Linked DNA regions of Mus musculus: region 1 is linked to region 2. Evidence: chromatin contacts called from public HiChIP or PLAC-seq data. All regions are on one chromosome and are shown on one strand. The core of a region is the stretch at or near the end of the contact, and the rest is flanking DNA. Distances in the headings are between cores, read along the strand shown.

Region 1 (7,528 bases), core at 562-3,061, 730 kb before region 2:
CTCCCAGTTAGGAAATCTTCTATCTATCTCAGGGGGAAGAACATATACAACTGTATAGTAACACACCACAGAGATGACTTAGACCAAATAGATTAAATTACCTAATAGCTATCAAGCACAAGTGTCATTTTGAAGATTAAAATGAAGGCATTTGATACCACTAGGTCACCATGTCTAAGGATGGTTTTCAAAGCATGAAAACACCCGAAGCATGAAAGCTTTTCCAAAGAGACTGCATTTTCTTGCCAGCAGTTACCTCATAGCTCCGCATAATGAAAGGCCAGTGAAGTTTCTTTACAAGTTATTTACTAAATGCTTTACAGAGGACAAAGCTAGGCTGGAACACTTTGGAATCCGATGCGGAAGAAGAGTTCAAAAAACACTTGGGCAGGTCAAACATTTCTTCAGTAGAACTTCTACTACACGTTTGTCACTCCCTAGCAATGCTGCTCCAGGCTGTGGTTTGGTTTGGTTCTGCAGGTCCTTTCCAACAAAATCCTTTTACATAGATTTGCTGGGTGTGCACACTGGACCGGGCCTGAGAGCTACTCCAAGCCAACCTTTTGCAGCGGAAGGAAAAGGCAACCCAGTGGGTGTCCCTCGGCCGGGCAGCAGAACAGAGCAGAGCTTCACATCTGCTTCTCAAAACACTCAGCCCGCTGCTTCCGAACAGATTTAGCTTTGCCAAGGACGGGAAGCTACTCCTTGATAAAGGCAGCGGCTCTGGAGCAGAGAACTACTCTTGTGAGTGCGGGAACTACGGGGGCCCACAAGGATCTCTCCACGGGGCACTTAGTTTTGGCAGTTGTCATTAAACTTAGTCCCCTTTTAAAGGGCGCTCCGCTCGACCCGATTGGATCCTATTAATCTGCACCTAGGTCTGACTGGCAGGCTCAGACCCTGCCCGACGTTAAGAGGAGAGTTGTGTTCAACCGCGCACTGGCCGCAGCAGCGCACGGACGGGTAATGCTCAGCCGACCGTAAGGACAGCGCGCAGGCCGCACGCGCGCCGCAGGACAGGGCTGCGCCTTGACCCCTGCCTGGAGCATCTGGGCTGGATCCCCCTGCTACCACCCTGAGGGTCTGCCACCCTGCAGCGCAGTCCACTCACGTTTTCAGTGTCTCGTTCATTCACCGTTGGCAAAGGGGTCCTAGTGGACATCTTATTGCGCTTTGATTCCGCACAACGCCAAGGCGAAAACAAAACCGCCCAGCTTTGGGCGGCCGGCGAGCAGCGGCCGCGAGCCTCCGGGCCCTGCCCTCCCTGGCCGGAGTCTAGATCTCCGGCCTGGCCCGGGCCGTGCGCCCGCGGGCCCCGGGGCTCATTCTCCCCCAGCGCCGGCGGCCGCACTGGAAGCGGGCCGGCTGGCCGCCGCCGCAAGCCTCAGGGCACCTCACGGGCCTCGCGGGCCCCGCGCCTCCTCGCCGCTCGCAGCCGCAGCGCCGCGGAGCTCAGCCCCGGGGGCTCGACACGGCGCGGCCGGCAGCCCCTGAAGAGGCAGCAGCGCAGGAGGATGGAGCGGAGATGGAGCGCAAGACAGGCCGCCGCGGCCTGCAGGCGCCGACCATGGAGGGAGCCGCGGAGGAGGCGCCCACGCCCGGCTGCTTTCCCTTCTCCGGCTCGCTTTCCGCCCGGCCTCGCCCTGCCGGCTGCCACCGCCGCTCCCGGCACCTCAGGAGCCTTACAGACTCAAGATGGCCGCGCCTCGGCTTCCTCCGCTGCCTCCGGCTGCCGGAAGTGACGCTACGGCCGCCTGGAGTTCCGCCAATCAGCGCGGTCGGAGCTAGCTGCCGGCTGCTGTTGCTAGGGGCGACTCGTCCTGTTGGGTCTGAGGGGGTGGTGCCGTCGGAAAGGTCTTGCTTGGTCTCCTCTCTAGCGGGCGGAGAGTTCCAATGGTCCAGATTGCCTGGGCATCCCTGACCCCTCCGGACCACTTCCCTAGAGGGCATCCTGTGCCCGACTGCTGGGCTGGCATTTGCAGAGTACAGATCTAGGCTGTCTGGATTATACTACACATGAAGAGCCTACTGTTTGCAAAAATTGACTTTTCTTTCCCGCGGCCACGCTGCAAAGGATGGAGCTCCAGCAGCGAAGCAGCAGTCACTGGTCTAGCTGAAGAGGAAGGAGCCAGGCTCCTGCTTCGTAACCGAGGCATCTAGCATCCAGCCAAAGAACTTTTTTGCCTCTGACTAAGGAGCCACTGGTTATCGGAGCCGGCTCAATTGAATACCCATTCGGATGAAAGAGTGAAGTATAAAATAACAAGGTAGCACAAAAAGCTGGGAAGAGGGACTCGATGAGATCACGTAGACGCCCCCAGGATCAGATCCTAAATGCCGGTAGGGGCTTATATAATCAATATTTCTCTGTCTCTTCCTCTCCCTTTCGTTCTCTCACTCCCTCTATCCCTCACTTTTCCCCTCTGTCCCTTTCTCCTTCCTCCTCTCTCGCCTCTCCCTCTCTTACTTCAGTCTTCTGAAGAGCGATATTGCTACAGGCTTGGACCAGGGAGTGACCTGCAGGTGGAACTCTGAATATGCTGCCTCTTCTAGAAGGCCTGCTCAGCGTGTCACCTCTTTATGTCTTCTAAGGAGAGAATCCATTGGTAGAGGAGGGAGGGCTATGTGAGCCGGGGTAAGACAAACTGTTACTAATAGTCCACCTTGTGCCGGTTATTCATTAAGCCTCAGTGTAGCCGCATAAGATGCTCAGGCACAGCACGTGACCTAAAGTCTGGGTAAGTTGGTTACTTTACCCAGGCCATCGGTGGTGTTGGTTATAGAAGGATCTGAACCCCATTCCTACAGCTTTAGAAATGGCTAAACTTGTGAGTGACTAAACTTTGCTTTCTTTCCTTCTTATGTTTTGTTTGCTTGCTTTGGTTCTGCCCCCCCAACACCCCGATATCCTGGTGTATCCTGCTTTGTGAAACAACAGATCTTCAAACACCAGCATCACATCCAGAGAGGCCAGAGGGTCCCAAGACAAAACAAGCCGGGGCCAAGACGCACTCAGAGCTCCTATCTCACCCTCTTAGGGGTGTGCTCGGGGCACCAGATGGGTTATTAAATGTTATTCTCTTTCTCCCTTTTTGGTTAAGCAGAGGACTGCAGAGGAAAGCCTCTGAATCAAATGTTTGCTCCACACAGTTCAACTGAAATGTAGGTTGTGATGAGTGGACACGTGCTCCACAGCTAAGAGACCAACCGAGGGCATCCTATCCCACTCGTGGGTCTAAGGGGAGACTTACAGAAGGCATACTTACTCTGAAGATGGAATGATAGCTGAAGAGACAGAGTGATGCCTAGGGCCTGTCAGACACCCAGTTTAGCCTAATACAGAAAAGCACGGAGGTGAGAAACAACAGGGTGAATCCAAGGAAATTCAACAGGAGCATGTGAGAGGCAGGAGCCAGGGAGAGTTAGACATGGCCCGAAACAAGTTCTCCCCTCCACCCTGAGGAATTCTGGTGCTTCAGCACTGGCTCCTGAAGAATTGGGGAAACTTCCCAGAAGGTTGTCAGCCTCTCTCCGGCAGGAGCTTTACAGAGGTCTGTGGACACTTCAGAGCACCCACACGGGCCAGAGAAGTAACTGGTCACGAGGCTTCCCCCAGGGGGACTTCCTCACTCAAGCGACACATTAAACTCTGAGTCAATGAATGCCAGAGGTTAGGGGTAAAGATGACAGCACTTCACCTCAAGCTACCTCCTAGTTTTCATAAAGTTTGGAATTGAAGCTGACGAGATGTAGACTCACCGTAAAGAGCTGGAAGCAGCAAGCATATCTGTGGCCCATGAAAAGGGAGAGGGGGACCAGGAGGGCATGGGCTGGAGAAGGACGAGGTTGTGTCCAGAGGAATGGAGCAATTAAACTTTAAACTATTCTTTTCATAATTCTTGTTTCTGGCTTGATTTCCCGCCCCCTTATTATTATTTTTTTAGACAGTCTTGCAGCGTAGCTCAGGCTCAAGCCAATTCTCTCCCCCACCGGCCCTTTATTATTTATTTTTAGACAGTCTTGCTGCGCAGCTCAGGCTGGCCTTCAGTTCCTACCCTGCCTCAGCCTTCCTGAGGCCGAAAGTGCAAGTGTACACCCCGCATGCCCAGTCTGTTTCCTGTCCTCCTACTGAAGCAGTTCCTACCTTGAGCATCGTAACAACAAACCCACTGCAAGTCAGAAATGCACCCAGGGCTGGGGAGATGGCTCAGCGGTTAAAGGTCTCGGTGCTCAAGCAAAAGATTGGATCTCCCAAATCCACGTAAACTCCAGGTGGGCACAGCAGCTCGCTTGTGTCCCAGCGGTTGAAAGACAGGGTCTCTCCTTGCTCTGGAGCTCCCCACAGATTGGCTGGCTGTGCAGCCGGCCCCAGAGATCTTGCGCTCTCTGCTTCTTCAGCCCTAGGGTTACAAGCATGTACCACCACACCTGTCTTCTTTATCTGGGCTCCGAGCATAAGGCTCAGGTCCCTGTAGTTGCATGGCGAGCACTTCACATTCTGAATCTCCCTCTAGCACATGAAAGGCAGAGGCAGGAAGATCCATGAGTTCGAGGCCAATCTAGTGTAGAGAGTTCCAGTCCTGCCAAGATGACATAGAAAAAAAGACAGGGTGCAGGAGAGATGGCTCAGCAGTAACAAGTACTTGCTGCTCTTGTAGAGGACCTTTGTCCAGTTCCCTGCACCCTTACGACAGCTCACAACTTTCTGAAACTCCAGTTCCAGGGGATCCAGCGACCTCTTCTGGCCCTTAGGTACAAGGCATGCTCCCATATACACACATAGTCAAAACACACTTGAATAGTATTTACATTTTAATTAGGTTTTATTTATTTGTTTGCTTGTTTTGTTTTGTTTTCAAAACAGGGTTACTCTGTGTATCAGTGGCTGCCCTGGAACTCACTCTGTAGACCAGGATAGCCTTAAACTCAGAGATTCACCTGCCTCTGTCTCCAGAGGGTTAGGACTGAAGGCGTGCACCACCACTGCCTGGGCAAAACAATTTTTTAAAATGACATGTTGGAAGAATTTAACTACAGCTGGTAGCATTAGCAACAATCGCCAAGTTATGCATGCTCCACAATACTACAATTCTATGCAAAATATTTACCTGAAGATAGGCTGGCAAAGTGGCTCATCTGATGCGGGTGCTTGCCACCAAGCCCGTTGACCTGAGTCCAATCCCTAGGACCCAATGGAGAATAGCAGTGAGTCCTGCAGGTTTCCCTCTGATTTCTACACCTGCCTTGGTACGTGTGTGTGACCATACACACACAAATGAATAAATTTAAAATTCTTAGTTATTGGGGTTTTTTTGTTTTTGTTTTTGTTTTTGTTTTTTGTCTTTCGAGACAGGGTTTCTTTGTCCTGGCTGTCCTGGAACTCACTTTGTAGACTAGGCTGGCCTCGAACTCAGAAATCCACCTGCCTCTGCCTCCCAAGTGCTGGGATTAAAGTCATGTGCCACCACACCCTGGCCTTAGTTATTGTTTTGAGATAGTGTCTTAACTATATTGCCCTAGCTGGCCTGGAACTTGCTATGTAGACCAGACCAGATGGCCTCATATTCAGAGATCAGCCTGCCTCTGCCAGTAGTGAGAATTTTGGTTTCTTTAAAAACCCAGTTATGGCCGGGTGTGGTGGCGCACGCCTTTAATCACAGCACTTGGGAGGCAGAGGCAGGCGGATTTCTGAGTTCGAGGCCAGCCTGGTCTACAAAGTGAGTTCCAGGACAGCCAGGGCTATACAGAGAAACCCTGTCTCGAAAAACCAAAAAAAAAAAAAAACAGTTATGATATGTGAATGTTTTTTGCTTTAATCCCAGGTATGGGATAAGAGGCTACCTCATAGCAGGTGATTATGGTTTGCCTCGTGCACTAGCAGGGGTGAGATCCTTGCCAGCTTCAGATAGTTGAACTCTGGGGATTCTGAAGAGGAGATAAATGGAAGCTCCCCAAGAGGGCCAAGGAGGCTGCTGCTCCCCTTGCCGCTCCTGGTGCGGTTTGTCAAGTGTTCATGAGCAGAGAGACGAGGGGTTGGAGATATCCTGACGGCAAAGACTGGACAGTCCCAGGGAACCCAATGCCCCTAATCATCGGGAAGCAGTCTATTTTGTTGGCTGAAAGAGGCCATGACCCCGTCCCCCGTAACCTTTCTCTCCTACCTAGTGTTGTGGGGTCGGAAGGGTAATAGGTATTAGAACCCAGTAAAAAAGCCTCCCAAGGGAAAATCGCACCAACATCTGCCTCCCTATCAAAGGAGCTCACTACAGTGCCTGGCTGATTTTCAGAAATTGTAAGGGAGCTGGAAAGATGGCTCATTGGTTAAATACGGGTGTTGCTCTCACTGGGGACAAGCGTTGGGGTCTCGGCCACACACTAGGCAGCTGATAATTACCTCCAACTTTAAAGAATCTGCCGCCTCCTTTTGATTTCTACAGGCACTTCAGACACATGCGTGCACAAGACCCCCACACAGACGTGTTCATATACATAATCAGAAAAATCCAAATCAACATTTAAAGAGCTTTTAAAGGTTTGGCTGGATGTTGGTGGCGCACACCTTTGATTCTAGTGCGAGGGACTCTGAGGTTGAGGCCAACCTGGTCTACAGAGTGAGTTCCAGGACAGCCAGAACTGCACAGAGATACTCTGTTTTGAAACAAATAAATAAGTAAATAGTTTGAAATGTACTGAGAGAACATATATGAAACAAATAACACTCCAGGCCCTACGACAAAAAAAGAAAGCTAGAAATTACATAAATATCCATTATCAGTATGAATGGAGACATGGAATGTTGGCGCCAAAACTACTAAATAGCAGAGAGAAAACCTTTATTGGCTCTGTCCTTGTACAGCAAAGGGACTGGATCTCTGGAGCTGGTAAATTGGTTCAGTGGGTAAGGACACATGCCGCCGCCAAACTTGACGACCTGAGTTCAATTCCTGGGACTCACACAGTAAAAGAGGAGAATGGACTCCTGCGGATCGTCCTCCGACTTGCATACATTCTGCTATCTGCTGCCAGTGTGGAAAAGGGGAGGGGAATGAGAGTGTAGGACCTCAGTGCTCCAGTCTTACAGCGTGCTAAGTCCCTGACCTCACACGGGCAACTCCCGACCCAGGCAGACAGGACCGGAGGGAGCCAGAGAAGTTGTCAGGACAGATTCCATTCCTGCAGCTAGCATGCCTCCTCTCCTGTGGTGTGTGACCTCAGACATGAGCTGTCTGGGGCTGGCCCTGTGAGTCAGCCCTGAGTCCCACCTCACGCCTTTCCCGTGGGGTGTCAGGACTCAAAGCCTTCTTTCAGACTGAGGCCAGGAAAACCAAGGACGTAATGTGACCAAGTACAGATGAATAGCCGGTGTGTTTGAATATTAATAGGAAGTAGCTTTTGTAGCCAAGGAAATCCAAAACAGATTCTTTGTTTTTGTTTTTGTTTTTCGAGACAGGGTTTCTCTGTGTAGCTTTGGCTGTCCTGGAACTCACTCTGTAGACCAGGCTGGCCTCGAACTCAGAAATTCACCTGC
Region 2 (7,277 bases), core at 1,121-3,620:
GACCAGAGAGCAGCTGTGCTGTTTTTGTCTGTTTGTTGGCTCTTAGCCGGAGATGCCTTCAAGGGCTTCTTGCTACAGTCTGGGTTGGCTGTTCTCTATGCCTGCTGCCCAGCTCATCTTCCCAGCCTTCCCCATCCTGTGCTGGATCCCTCTCCCGGCAGCCCCAGGGGTTTGTCTCCCTCACTTTGGACGTCCATCATCCATGGTGACTCCTGGGAAGTGATGAGATCTCCTTTCGTGTGTGACCCCATTTTTGCCTCTGCCCCCACCACACCAATAACTGGGGAATTCTAGAAGAGAATTAGAAGCAATTGGAAGGCCACACTCCTCTTTTATGGCCAGTGAAATATTCAATGTCATGCCCCCTGTGCTTCTGTGAGTCTATCCCAAAGTTATCACATTGGGATAGACTCACATATCCCAAAGATATCACATTTGGGATAGACTCACAGAATGTGAGTCTATCCCAAAGTTATCACATAGCCTACGATTTAAGAAAGACAGTTTGCAGCAGGGGCAGTGGTGGTGTCCCCCTGCTTCTGTATCAAAAGATCTGGTGGAAAGAGTCACCTGACAGGAAAGCTGGAGTGGCAAAGGATAAAAGCATTTTCCAAAGTCTATGTAGCTGGAACTATGTAACCCAGGCTGGCCTTGAACTCGCAGAGATCGGCCTGCCTCCACCCATAGCCCCAAGCCACAGTGCTGGGACTAATAGCAGGAATGTGTGACAACCCCCTTTTCTCTGTGTCTCTTGCTTTTTCCAGACGCCTGAGTTGATTCTCCTGGCCTTCTTCACTAAGGCTCCATGACTCTAAGCTTGTCCTTCCTCTCCCCTCTGCAGCGGCTGGTGATCGAGCTCAGTCACTGAGTTCTAGCTTTTATCTTCCTCTTCACATTTTTAAATTTTGACATAGAGCTCTGGAACACACAGTCACAGGAAGGCAGAACATTTTCCATAGAGAAACCGAAGTCCTGCTTGTGAATTCTGGGCTTGGGGTGAGATGGAGAAACAGAAAACAAATAGGGAAATGAAAATAATTTAAATGTTTCACTCCCAATGTGTGCATATGAAAACTGTTAGACAAAAAAAAAAAAAGAAAGAAAAATAGACAAACAGAAGGGCTTTTCAGATGTTACTTCTATTTTTCTATTTATTTATTTGTTTATTTATTATGTATTTATTTACTTATTATATTACAGTAAGTACACTGTAGCTGTCCTCAGATACTCCAGAAGAGGGCATCAGATTTCGTTATGGATGGTTGTGAGCCACCATGTGGTTGCTGGGGTTTGAACTCAGGACCTTTGGAAGATCAGTTGGTGCTCTTAACCACTGAGTCATCTCGCCAGCCCCAGATGTTACTTCTAATTTGCTAAAACACATCAGTTGTTCCAGGGGCCAGTTTGAAACACACCCTCCATAAAATATGTACACGTTGAAACCCTTTGCGCCCAACTTCTTCTGGGCACAGAAACACAGGGAGTCAGAAGCCATGGGCTGGTGTCTGGGTTCAGTGATCCACCAGGAGGTGCCCCTGACAAAGCTCTTTATCATCTTGGGACTCCAACAACAGGATATATGGTTTCTATTGCCCAAGTCAGCAAAAACACTTCTCCCATCTGCCTGTTTAACTGGGTCAAAGGGTAAAGTTTGTCCTGAATCCTCAATGCTTAAAATCAGGCTTGCCCCTAGACAGATAAGAATGATACAGAGGTGACAGGTGCTGATTCCCCTGGCTTTTGGACAAACATTTATTAAGCACTTGCAGTGTGACAGACCCTGTCAAGCCTTAGGCAAAAGCCCCTAGGAATTGGGTGGGGCACCAGGGACATCTCATTTAGTCTTCACTGCGACCACTTGGGTAAGGATTTTTCTTTTTCTTTCTTTCTTTATTGAATTTAAATGCAGTTTATTTTTAGACAACCCACATGACTTTTTTTTCCCCTTTTTTTCTTTTTGAATTTAAATGCATGGGGTGAGAATTTTTCAACCTCACTTTACAGTAACAAGAATTTAGGGATCTCGTCTAGGTCGCTTTTCATTATATCTCCAATGCGTGCAACACTACTTTTAGCAAAGTAAATGTTTGTTGAATTAAGCAGTAAAACTTACAAATTACACAGCAGTAGCTATCAGGCTGCTTTGATGCTCAACTGTAGGTGTTGTCAAGAACAGGCTCCAACTAGTGTTACAGGCAGTTAAAGCTCAAGGAAATTGTTCTCGTCTGGTTCAACATCGTTACATTCTCGGGAGAGCTGGGAAGAGTCAGTCCCACCAAGGTCGCCTACTCACTAGGTAAGAAATTATACTTAAATTTAAAGCGGCGAGAGGTTGCGTAGCGACCGAACCGAGGCGGCAGGCTGCACCGCGCATGCGTGAACGGGCCAGCGGTTTTTAAACCCTCTCCTTTGCGCATGCGTATACGCATGTCTCCGGAACGCCCCTCCCTCCTAAGGGTCTGGCGGTTGCTAAGGCGACAGGAATACAATATGGCGGCCGGATCCTAACGCTCCCCAGCCAGGGACCACCGCGAAGGTCCTCGAGCCGGAAGCCACCTCTGGAAGGGAGAAGGCCGGTACCACAGTCTCCTCTTTTCTTTTCGGTCCGGGGCCGTCCAGGGGCTGACGGCGTCATCCGCGTTCAGGATGAAGAGTGAGTGGGGCCGGAGAAGGGCTGAGGGTCCCCGGGGCCTGCGGGGCGGCGCCGCAGGTACCCGGGGCTAGGCAGCGGGTTCTGCTGGAGTTTGAGGAGTTGTGTCATTTCGTTCATTCACTCGCTCATTCGTTCGTTCGTTCGTTCGTTCGTTTGTCGGATCGCATCTGAAATCTCAAGACATTGGCCGTCGGCTCTGAGCGCTCACACGGTGGCTCCCCGCCCCTGCGGGACGGCGGCTTAAACCGCGTTCGAGAGGGACGCTGGGCCGCCTATCTTACTTTCTGAGTTAAACAGTTGTGGTTCTGAAAGCATCCTTTTAGCGGAATGTAAAACGGTTGCTTAGAAGTTGGGAGATGAGGCAGTCTTTCTAGAAAATAGAAGGACTGGAAAACTGGACTTAGTGCCGGGTTTGTGGGTAACCTGGAGTCCAAATGCGACTAGACAAGTCGGTTTTGTTGGGACCGCTGTTTGATTTTCATAGATATACGGTTATGATTGCCTGTGATAGTGTAGCCAGAAGTGTAGTCTCTTACCGTGATTAGATTGTGTTCTCTGTAGTTACAATATCAAATTGACACTACATTTTAATTGCAGTGCAGTAATTTCTATGTACCATAAATGACATAACATTTAAAAAATAAGTCATCTCATTCACCCTTCAGTCTTGTGTCACTGTGTCACTCCCTTTAAGGAAGATTAATGTGGTCTTGAGGGGAGTGACGGGCGCATTCATTCCCCTCACTTAGAGGCAGAGGCAGTTGAATTTCCATGAGTTTGAGGCCAGCCTGATCAGTATAACAAATTTCAGGATAGCCAAGCCTACTAGACAGAAACTGTCTCAAAAAAAAAACAAAAAAAAACAAAAACAAAATCTGATGCAGTAGCATGCACCTGCAATCCCAGCATGCCTATGGTGAGATGGGAGCAGAGATAAGAGATTCCCAAAGAGCTCGAAGTTCAGGCATATGCAGTGCTAAACACCACAGACACTACTACAGGTGTTCCTCTCACCCCAGCTATGGTATCTTCTCTCTCCCTCCACACCCTTCTCTCTAGTATTCTCTCTCTCACCACAGATCCTATAGACACACTTAAAGAGGAGAAAAACAAAAACAAAAAAAAATTTAAGAAAAGTTAAAAAATAGACACATCATAAAATGCAAATTATATATGCAAAATATTAATTTAAAAAAATTTAAGTTTTATATATATATATATATATATATATATATATATATAGAGAGAGAGAGAGAGAGAGAGAGAGAGAGAGACAAGGCTAGCCTCAAACTCAGAAATCTGCCTGCCCCTGCATCCCAAGTGCTGGGATTAAATGCATGCGCCACCACCGCCCGGCTCATTTTGGTTTTTCAAGACAGGGTTTCCCTTTGTAGCCAAAGCTACCCTAGAACTAGCTCTGTGGACCAGGCTGGCCTAGAATTCAGAGATTAGCCTGTTTCTGCCTCTCAAGTGCTGGAATTAAAGGCGTGCACCATCACCACCCTAGGCCTCCAGAAAGTGGATTGTGGCCAAAGTTTTGGTAACACCCAGGTTTAGCCAGTTTTCCTGTCCTCCTCCTTTGCCTTGTAAGTCATTTGCATAGTGAGTGGCAAGGTGTCCCAGGGTAAAGTTAAGAGCATCCGCTCTGGAGGTGGAGGACATTGCAGCCAGGCACGGAGCTAGGCAGACCCACAGCCTCAGGAGTCCCTGCCGCCTCTCAGCCCCCTCAGCTCTCATCCTTAAACAGGTGTAGTGACAGCAATCTCCAGGGAAGATGCTGAGGATGCTGAGGGGTCAGGTAAGACGGTGTGTGTGTGTGTGTGTGTGTGTGTGTGTGTGTGTAAGACACCACTGTGTCTGGCATGCAGACTGGGAGTGAGTGCCTGGCTGGCCCAGTGGATGGAAGACATCGACTCGAGAGAGAAGATGAGCTTGACCAATCCTTACTTGAAGACATTTGTCCTTACTGGATCTAATTAGAGTCCTTACTTTTTCCTCTCTAGACTGTTTTTTGGTTTGGTTTGGTTTTTGGTTCTTTGAGACAGGCTTTCTCTGTGTAGCCCCAGTTGCCTTGGAACTCACTCTGTAGACTAGGCTGGCCTTGAACTCACAAGAGATCCGACTGTCTCTGCTCCCAAATGCTGGCAGTAAAGGTGTGTGCCACCACTGCCTGGCCTGTCTGATTTTTTTTTTTTTAAGATTTATTTATTTTATGCATGTAAGTACACTGTAGCTGTCTTCACATACACCAGAAGAGGGCATCAGATCTCATTACAGATGGTTGTGAGCCACCATCTGGTTGCTGGGATTTGAGCTCAGGACCTCTGGAAGAGCAGTCAGTGCTCTTAACCACTGAGCCATGTCTCCAGCCCCTATGTAAATGTTTTAATGGATTATTTAATCATACCTACAAAAACAAAAGCAAAATTATACATCCTAATACATGCTTTGCCATGCTATCAGAGGTTTTTTTTTTTTAAATATTTATTTATTTATTATATGTAAGTACACTGTAGCTGTCTTCAGATACTCCAGAAGAGGGCATCAGATTTCGTTACGGAAGGTTGTGAGCTTCCATGTGGTTGCTGGGATTTGAACTTGGGACCTCCGGAATAGCAGTTGGCGCTCTTAACCACTGAGCCATCTCGCCAGCCCCCAAGGTTTTTTTTTTTTTTTTTTTTAAGAAGAGAACAAGTTTAGTCAGTGTGCTCCGAAAAGAGCATCTGGAGCAGCCATGGACCTGTTTAGCATTCTCGCAGTGTGTGGGTTTTCTGTGTGTGCACACACTTGGAATATACATTTTCATGTATACTCTGCAGGTTTGCCAGTGCCACGGATCTCTAGTCAGTTGCCTGGGCTAGTGGATGTGGTATAGATGTAAATGGCTGTAGGGTTTTGAATAATTTTGTGTCTTTTTTTTTCCCCACCATGTTTGGTAATTCAGGTCGTTGTTGCTCAATACAGAAAATAATTAGTATGGTACCGCCCTCTTTGTTGAAAGTCCTGGTCTGGTTTTAGTAGTGTGGTTTGAAACACTTAATCTCCCAAAGAGACTCAAATGGATGGAGTTCCTTTTTTCTGCAAATTCTAGCTGTACTAACGGTTAACACCCTCCAGCCCTTCTTACCCCACAGTGGAGCTGGGTTGTACTGAGGGCACGACCTGCCCTACAACTTGGGAAAGACAGTGTTCACACTTGCACACCACAGGTCCCACAAAAGCAAATTTTACCTCTGCTTTTCAAGTGCTAATAGGTTCCTATTCCACAGACCCAGATTTGATTAAACAAGAATGACAAGAATTTTAATTGATGCAAATGGATTCCTCTGTTTTCCATGGTCCACCTTCTCTGTCCTTGACGCTTGTGTTTTTCCCTGGGTGGTTGATTATTCCTGTTAGTGTGGGGTGGGACATGTGTTACCCATAGCTCAGCTCTGGTCCCCCTCCCTAGCCCTGCCTGGGGCTTTCTGGGTAGCTGTGAAGTGTGTGACCCAGCAGGGTCCCCTGAGAGAAAGCTGCTTCTCCTGGGTGGTTTTCCTAGGGCTGCAGCTGCTTTTTCTCCTCAGACCTCGGACCTCTCGTTCTTGTTTGATACCCCAGACATTATGGCTGCCAGCAGAGCCAGGGAGAAACAAATGAGCCTTTATCTGCCTGCCCCAGCCATGGGTAGGGGATCCAGTTCACTTTGTTGCTGGGTCAGTGGTCCAGAGCCAGCGAGGCGCTGCCTCACTCTGAGTTTGTGTATTTAACTATCTTAAAGTTCACAGTCGACTTTTTTTTCTTCTTCTCATGTTCAAAGCAAGCCTGCTTACCTTACTTGTGATGAAATGCACTTTTGGAATTTATTGTGTCAGGTTTGCCCTCCTCTTGAAGCTAAGTGCGCCACAGCTGCCTGTGGACGGCCTTTGTACACTGATCTCATCTTTAAGAATGTTCTTTCTGAGTTTCTCTTCTGTTGGTGCTAAGCGCTAAGCCAGGAGATTCCTTAAAGGTCTTGAAATACCCATCTTTACATACAGTTGAGATAAATTCATACATTGTGAACATTAAACAATATAGAGAAGGTTAAGGAACAACATTAAGCTTGCCTTTATTCCTACATAGATACAAATGTAAAACATTAGGTTTGCATTCAGTTTCCTCCTGTGCACACGTGTGTGTTCTTCTATGCACAGATATATGTGTTCCTTCTGTGCACATGTGAGTGTGTGCATTGCTATTCTTTTATTTCACTTGGCACCAGGTCTGCACATTTTCCTATATTTCTAATTATTAGTTGAAAGTACAGTTAGCAAAATGTTTCATAATATCTCCTTAATATTAGGGGATGATCTTGAAATAAGTTTCTAGTTTAGTCTTGCTATTGTGACATGTGACAGTTGTATTTGTCTCTAAATGTTCATCTGCAGAGATGTCTCCTGGGAGTGAAAAACAGTAATTGTGGAAGTATAGACTCTTTCCAGAGCCTTTCTCCTACCTGTGCAAGTACTGTGTGATAACTGGAATGTTCAAGCAGAAATGAGTCAGCAGGATGCAGACGCTACTTGCACCTCCCTGTCCTAGGAGCGGGAGGATGCCTGGGCACTGCTGCTGGCTGCTGCTCTGTTTTTCCCATCAGCTGCGG

The links. HiChIP or PLAC-seq counts read pairs in DNA pulled down with a chosen protein or histone mark.
Region 1: a FOXA1 HiChIP or PLAC-seq map of pancreatic cancer cells shows a contact between it and region 2. The contact joins the promoter of 2810029C07Rik here to the promoter of 4921507G05Rik in region 2. A contact is called at or near these places in 2 of 39 promoter capture datasets (both in liver), 2 of 115 datasets of contacts at active chromatin or transcription factors (bone marrow-derived macrophages and pancreatic cancer cells) and 1 of 9 other capture datasets (adipose tissue).

What each region holds. Positions count from the first base shown.
Region 1 is chr12:111,568,685-111,576,212 of GRCm38.p6, reverse strand. It overlaps 2810029C07Rik (RIKEN cDNA 2810029C07 gene), which reads left to right and starts at 1,811. Exons shown (of 2, transcript NR_045295.1): 1 at 1,811-2,340; 2 at 2,473-3,896. It overlaps Mark3 (MAP/microtubule affinity regulating kinase 3), which reads right to left and starts at 1,692. Exons shown (of 18, transcript NM_001370744.1): 1 at 1,112-1,692. The coding sequence starts at 1,162.
Region 2 is chr12:110,836,122-110,843,398 of GRCm38.p6, reverse strand. 4921507G05Rik (RIKEN cDNA 4921507G05 gene) reads right to left here and starts at 2,370. Exons shown (of 2, transcript NR_152102.1): 1 at 2,114-2,370; 2 at 1-990. Mok (MOK protein kinase) reads left to right here and starts at 2,460. Exons shown (of 12, transcript NM_011973.2): 1 at 2,460-2,653. The coding sequence starts at 2,647.